2 separate regions of the Gossypium arboreum genome follow, and region 1 is linked to region 2. Evidence: chromatin contacts called from public Hi-C data. All regions are on one chromosome and are shown on one strand. Each heading gives the region's core, a stretch centred on a gene start, on an enhancer-like site or on the middle of the called end of the contact. The rest is flanking DNA. Distances are from core to core; before and after follow the strand shown. Region 1 holds the start of LOC108478278. Region 2 holds the start of LOC108477801 (cytochrome P450 703A2).

Evidence for each region. A called contact is a pair of places that touch in the nucleus more often than the background predicts.
Region 1: a Hi-C map of leaf shows a contact between it and region 2, with 4 times the contacts expected there. The contact joins the promoter of LOC108478278 here to the promoter of LOC108477801 in region 2. A contact is called at or near these places in 2 of 5 Hi-C or Micro-C datasets (both in leaf).

What each region holds. Positions count from the first base shown.
Region 1 is chr12:91,528,339-91,531,476 of ASM2569848v2, forward strand. It overlaps LOC108478278, which reads right to left and starts at 1,371. Exons shown (of 4, transcript XR_008275801.1): 1 at 951-1,371; 2 at 55-203. LOC108479543 (bifunctional fucokinase/fucose pyrophosphorylase) reads right to left here. Exons shown (of 8, transcript XM_017782216.2): 7 at 3,041-3,138; 8 at 2,426-2,969. The coding sequence ends at 2,580.
Region 2 is chr12:91,154,028-91,157,304 of ASM2569848v2, forward strand. LOC108477801 (cytochrome P450 703A2) reads right to left here and starts at 1,626. Exons shown (of 2, transcript XM_017780293.2): 1 at 686-1,626; 2 at 1-267. The coding sequence starts at 1,621.

The DNA.
Region 1 (3,138 bases), core at 121-2,620, 370 kb after region 2:
CATCAGCAAGATACAGGAAACAAAATTGTGAAATATATCATATAACAGACTTACAGCACAACAGGTACAACGGTTAAAAACTTTCTGTTGCGTGTTAGCTGCTTTCCATTGTCTATCTGCTCCCACCAAGTCAAGCCATTGTAAATTCCTTGATCGTCAGCAAACGGGGTTCCTTTCTTCCAGTGAAAGAAGTGGTAAGTAACCTGAAAAATAGACAAATCTCTCATTGTTGGTTCGGATACTATCAAGCAGTAGTGAGCACATGACCAAAACCAGAAAAAAGGAAGTTCCTTAGAAAAAAGCTTAAGGCATGGTATGTGAAGTAAACTAGCAAATCACCTTTACATTAGAACAAAGCATAAGATCGGCTTAGATAGAACTACCATGAAGCTAAGTGGTCGAAAAACTTCAGTTAACGACATAATGTAAGTAGATGAATAAGCAACTGCAACAAATACATATATTGGGGAAATTATTTAGTGAAGCTACCAATGCGATGGACATAGACTAATTTCGAATCCCAAAGCCATAATTTCCGAGATTACGAGTATGAGGCAGCCTATATCTCAACTCGAAACGCATTTTTCAAAACTTAAGGACATTGTTCAATGTAAAATCCCTAATTTCCTTACTTCCTATCAATAAACAAGATATCACTCGATATAATTTCAGCTCCCAATACATTGCAAGGACGGAAAAACAAAAAAGGAAAAGTTCAAAACTTTCAAATAATAGTCCTATCACAAATAAAGACTGTAAGGCATACAATAAAACCCCCACAGCTCAACAACATTAATCAACAAATCATAAAAGACCCAAAAGGAAAATTAATCAAAACCAACCAATACAGAGCAAATTCACACAAAAAAAGGGCTAATTTGCAGGCAAAAAAAGGGACCCAATTCAACATTAAATACCAAGAGACAATTAAAAGAGAAAAGGAAACGTACAAGGAAGTGAGCGAGATTAACGATGGTCCAAGCCATGCCAGGAGAACAACCAAAGATGGAAAGAACAAGGAGCCAAGAGAAAAGGAGGAATAGGATATAAGTAGTCCATACACCTGGGTACATGAACCACTCGGTGTTCCGGTTCAGATCAGCCGGTGGTACCGCCTTCACATATAGATTCGCCATTTATGTTTTTCAATTTAACCCGCCAAAATTAGAGACGAGACCCTTCTTCTAAAACGACCCAGTTTTTGTATTTGATTGAATTTATATAAATTCAAACACTAGGCGCTCTACGATGGAGATGAAGATGAAGATGATCGGAAATTAATGTGGAAGTTCTCAATTTCTTTTAATTAATTATCTAAAAGCCTGTAAACTCATTATTACAAAATAAACTCTTTTGCTTTACCCATACGCCACCGTTTTCCCTTTTTACCCTCATTTTGGAAACTTTCTCTTAAGTTCACACCGACTTTATAATTTTTGAATTTATTTGATAAAAAATTAAAATTAAATGAATTCGATTCGATTTGACTGATTGTAAATTTATAACTTATATTTCATAAACTGTTTAAACATTTTGATCTTAATTAGTTATTAATTTCTCGTTTCTTCTTGTTAAGTCTTATTCAATAAATAGATAATTTATTCTTCATGCACTTGAAAATATTAAAACACCTTGATATAAATACTCAAGTAGTTACTCAATTAAAATATTTATTCTACTTCCATCATCTTTCGTTTTATTTATTTAAACATCCAAAAGTATTTCAAAGCATAAATTCTTTAAATTAATAATTATAAATTTTCAAAAATTACTTGTATGATTTTAAGTTATTTTTCATTATCTTTTATTATTAATTTTTCATTTTAAATTTTAAAATCAAAGAAAAGAAAAGTTTGTTGTATCATTGGTTTTCAACTAATTTTTCAATTAATTTTAATCAAATCAATCTAATTTAAATAACATTTCATGCTATTACTTGAAATAATTGCACTTCTATTTTAAGAATGGAAGCGATAAATACATTTTACTTTGTTGCAAAGAAAGTGTAGCCAAACTCTAATCACATAATTTATAGACCATTTTTATTAATTATTATATTATGGATAGGTAGAATGCGGCTAAAATAATTATGAAAAATGATATAATAATTAAATATAATTTTGGTTAAAATAATAATATTTCAAAAACAAAATTATGATATTTTAGGTTTAAATCTTTTCAAAATAAAATTTATAGATTGAAAAATTAAAAATATTAAAATACAATATTTTAATTTTTTTCTATAGAATTTTCAAATACAAATATAGTATAATCATTGCACAATAAAAATAAATCTTGAGTAACTATAAAGTAAAATTAAACTAATACAAAATACAAATAAATTAAAAGCTGAAATAATATAAACTAAACTGATCCGTCGAACCAAAACCCACATATGCTAATAATAATAAAAAGAAAAAGAAGATGATGGAACTTTCTAGTGTTTCATTTCACAAATGTTGTAAAAGAATAGTATTTTACAATACAATGAATTATATCGTCTATTAATTATTAGATAGAGGCACCAATAACCCAAAAATAAATTGTAAAACAAATATGAAAAATATCGAAAAAAAATATTAGTAGATGGTCCAATTGTAGATTACTGAATCAAATTCTGGGTTTTTCCATAACATGCTTCTTAATTCTTTGGCACATGTGGCATTTTTGGCGAGTAATAAGGCAAAGCCCCCCCCACCTGCTCCCACAAGCTTGTAGCCAGAGCAGTACGGGTCGGCAAATGCAAACAGTTTATCAACATATTCATTGCTACAGTATGGATCGAGTTCTTGATGCAACCTCCAAGCCTCCAACATGATTTCGCCTAATTTATCGACATCACAGTTCATCAAAGCTTCCCTACCGATCTTAGCTAATTCAGTGAGTCGTTTGATGCTAGATACGAGAAGGTTGTCTCGTCGGAGATACCGGAGGACTACCTTTTGTAGGACTTGATGTGCTAGTCGAACCTGCAGGGTCGTAATAGAATAACAATTAGAATACGAAGATCTAAGCATGTATGAAAGACTTGATTACTTACTTGACCGGTAAATACGACAAGTAACCGTTCCTGCAATTTTGAAATCAGTTGAGAAGATGCCACGAGAGGGAAGACTTGGAGACGCAATGGTATTCCAG
Region 2 (3,277 bases), core at 376-2,875:
GATGTAAAAGTCGTTGATGGTGGTTGCCTGAAGGGACTCGTGTGGGATTAAAAACGGTCCGGCAGGGTGCATGCGGAATGTTTCACGTACTACGCAGCGTAGGTAGTTAAGGTGAGGTAGATCGGATTCGTTGACCATTCGGTTAGGACCCACGACTGAATCAAGCTCATCTTGGATTTTGCAGAGGACATGTGGATGCTTTATTACTTCCGCCATTGCCCATTCGTTGGTCACAGCCGATGTATCTGTTGCCGCAGCTATCATATCCTAAAAGAAACAAAATTGTAAAATTAGAGCTAAAATAAAAGGTCTAATGTAGTTTAGTTCCTCAATATGATGAAATTTATGATTTAATTCTAAACTTTTATTTTATGTAATTTGATCTTATATTTTTATACTATTATTAGTAGGTTTAAATTGATATTGAAAATAGTTGCTTGGAATATGTATTTGTATTTCAATTTGATTTACATATTTTAAATATAGTTTTAGATTTGAGTTATCATTTAATTTGGATACAATATTGACACTTTCATAATTCAATTCAAACGTTTTGAAGTTAAAAAGATTAATTTAGTACTTGAATTATAGTTTAAGGATGTATGATGCAATTAACCCTAAATTCTAATTCTTTTAATTTGGAATATAGAATTGTAAAAGAATAAATGAAAGAGGATGATGGAACCTGAATTAGAGCTTTGATATCAGTATCATCCATATGAGGCTTTCCATCTTCACCAGGTAATGACAATAAAACATCAACAAAATCCATTTCTTCACCATAATCACCATCCTTTCCATATTCTTTGTTTTTCAATTCCCTTGCCCTCCTATGTTCTTCAATGATCCTTTTATGGAAATCATCCACTCTTTTCTCTACTTCCCTCATCCTTTTCTCACATCCATAAGGATCCACCCACCTCCAAATGGGCAAATAATCCCCCAAATAGATCACACCTAAGAGCCAAAACAATTCATGTGTTATGTGCATGAACTCCATGGCTTCACTTGGGCCGGCAGATACGGCCCCGAAATATTGCCTCCCTAGTAACATCCTAGTCACGTTGTTCATTGAAAACGCACCCAATACTTCCCTTAGGTTTACGAGCTGCCCGTTCTGGGCTCGGGCCGTTACATCTCGCACCAAATGTTGAGCTTCGTCGGCTCGGTGTTTTGCGAATGATTCAAGCCTTTTTGTTGTTAGTAAATGCTCCATACATATTCTTCTCATACGTTTCCAATGCGGGCCTAAGGGAGCCAAGGCAACATCGCCACACCCATAGGCAAGGTGGACGGCAGCTAGGGTTCGTGGCCTAGAAGCAAAGACTTCGTCTTGGCGAAGAAGTATTTCACGTATGATATCTGGGTCATTCGTGGTGATGGCATCTACCTTACCGAGCCGGAGGTAAACTAGTGGACCGTATTTGTCACATAAGGAAGCTAAGTCCCTATGTGGGAGTGAGCTTAATTGAAGAAGATTGCCAACTATAGGCCACCTTGGTGGACCTGGAGGAAGTTTTCTAGTCTTAAACAACGATTTCCGGTCGAACCGCCATCGCCATAAGGCGTTTACAACAAGAGCTCCGACCAGAAGGGCCAAAGCAAAGGTGAATAATTCCATGTTATCAAGGGAAAAAATATGGGTTTCTATGGTATCATATAAATAACAAAAGATATGCACCAAAAAAAATATAGTTTAATGTTGAGTTCCACATTCTTGACATGCCGAAGCTTGTGATAGCAAGGCCCTGCTAGGTTGGTGAAGGGTGATATATGTTATGATCCGTTGTGTTCTCTTACCACAAAGAAAATGGTATTTGCATGTAGTTAATAATGCATTTGATTTTCAATTTTTATTTACAATTTACCATTTAATTTTATAATTTGTTGATACGAAATTCTGGTTTAAAAAAAAGTTCATATATTAGTGTGAAGAATTTAAGAGCAAGATGCTGGATGGTGCTAAAGATATTTTCATCGATATTTTTTTTGAAAAATAGAAAAAAATGTATTAATAGTGATGAATACCAGTACATACACATTGTTGCCGCATTAACAGGCCAAGAAACACTAAGCAGCCGAAAACATGACAACATCAAGACAAAACTGAATAACATTACATAACATTAGCACCATATGATAACATTCGCATTTGTTCTCAGTAATGGAATGGCTGATGCTATTACTACTAACAGGTGAGGAGTCCTGTGTTTTTCTATCTTATTTCACTCTTACTCTTATGTATTTACTGTTTTGAGGGGTGATGATTTGAGTTCTATTTTTCAACAATTTGTTTGTTTGTGTAAGAGTTGGATGTTTCACGCCAAGAGTGCTCTACTTTGAATGGTTATTCTGTAGTTTTTGTAATATATTTATGGGAGAGGTTGGCATTTATCAACGTCTTTCTCTTATTAATAAATTCCTATCGACTGAGCGAAAAAAAATTATTACCTTAATGGTGTTCTAATTTATAATGTTATTAGTAGGTCCAAATGATAATATTAGTAGTTAACTTTATTGAAATAATTGCAAAACTTTTTTTTCTGAACTAATGTTTAACATTTGGTTAAATAAATTACATGAAAGTTAAAAATAATTCTGATAATATTTTTGAAAGTTATTATTTATATCCATTCCATATATTGTAAATCAAAATCAAATAAATTGGTTCAACTAATTAAATAAAAATTTAATAAATTGAATTTTTGTGATTGAATCGATTAAATTAAAAATTAATTTATTAATTTTTATTAACTTTGGAAGCTGTTTTCAGATTGTGAATACTAAACTCTAAAATTCATTTTCTTTATTGATTTAGTTACTAGAATAAACAAATTATTTGCACCCAAAACAATCCCATTTAGAAAAGCTAAACTGTCGTACGATACAAATACTTCTCCTACATGAGTATTATATTTCAATAAGGGTCCAATTCTATCATTAGAGTTTACTAGAAAACCACCATCCCTGACACAATTAAAATATAATTTATTCTTTTGATATATAAAAAAACACTAATTATCTAATTACGCTATATATCAATTTTAATAGAAAGAAAATTCTAAAGAAATTAAAGGTAAGCAAATAATAGAATGGAAATCAGAGTTGAAATAATTCCGATAATATATTTGAAAGTTAATATTTATATCATTCCATAAATTGTAAATTAAAATTAAATCAATTGGTTCAACGGTTAAATAAAAAAGTAATGAGTTTGATTTTGCGGTTCAACCGTTAAATCAGAAACTAACTCATCTAATTCCTGTTAACTTTTAAA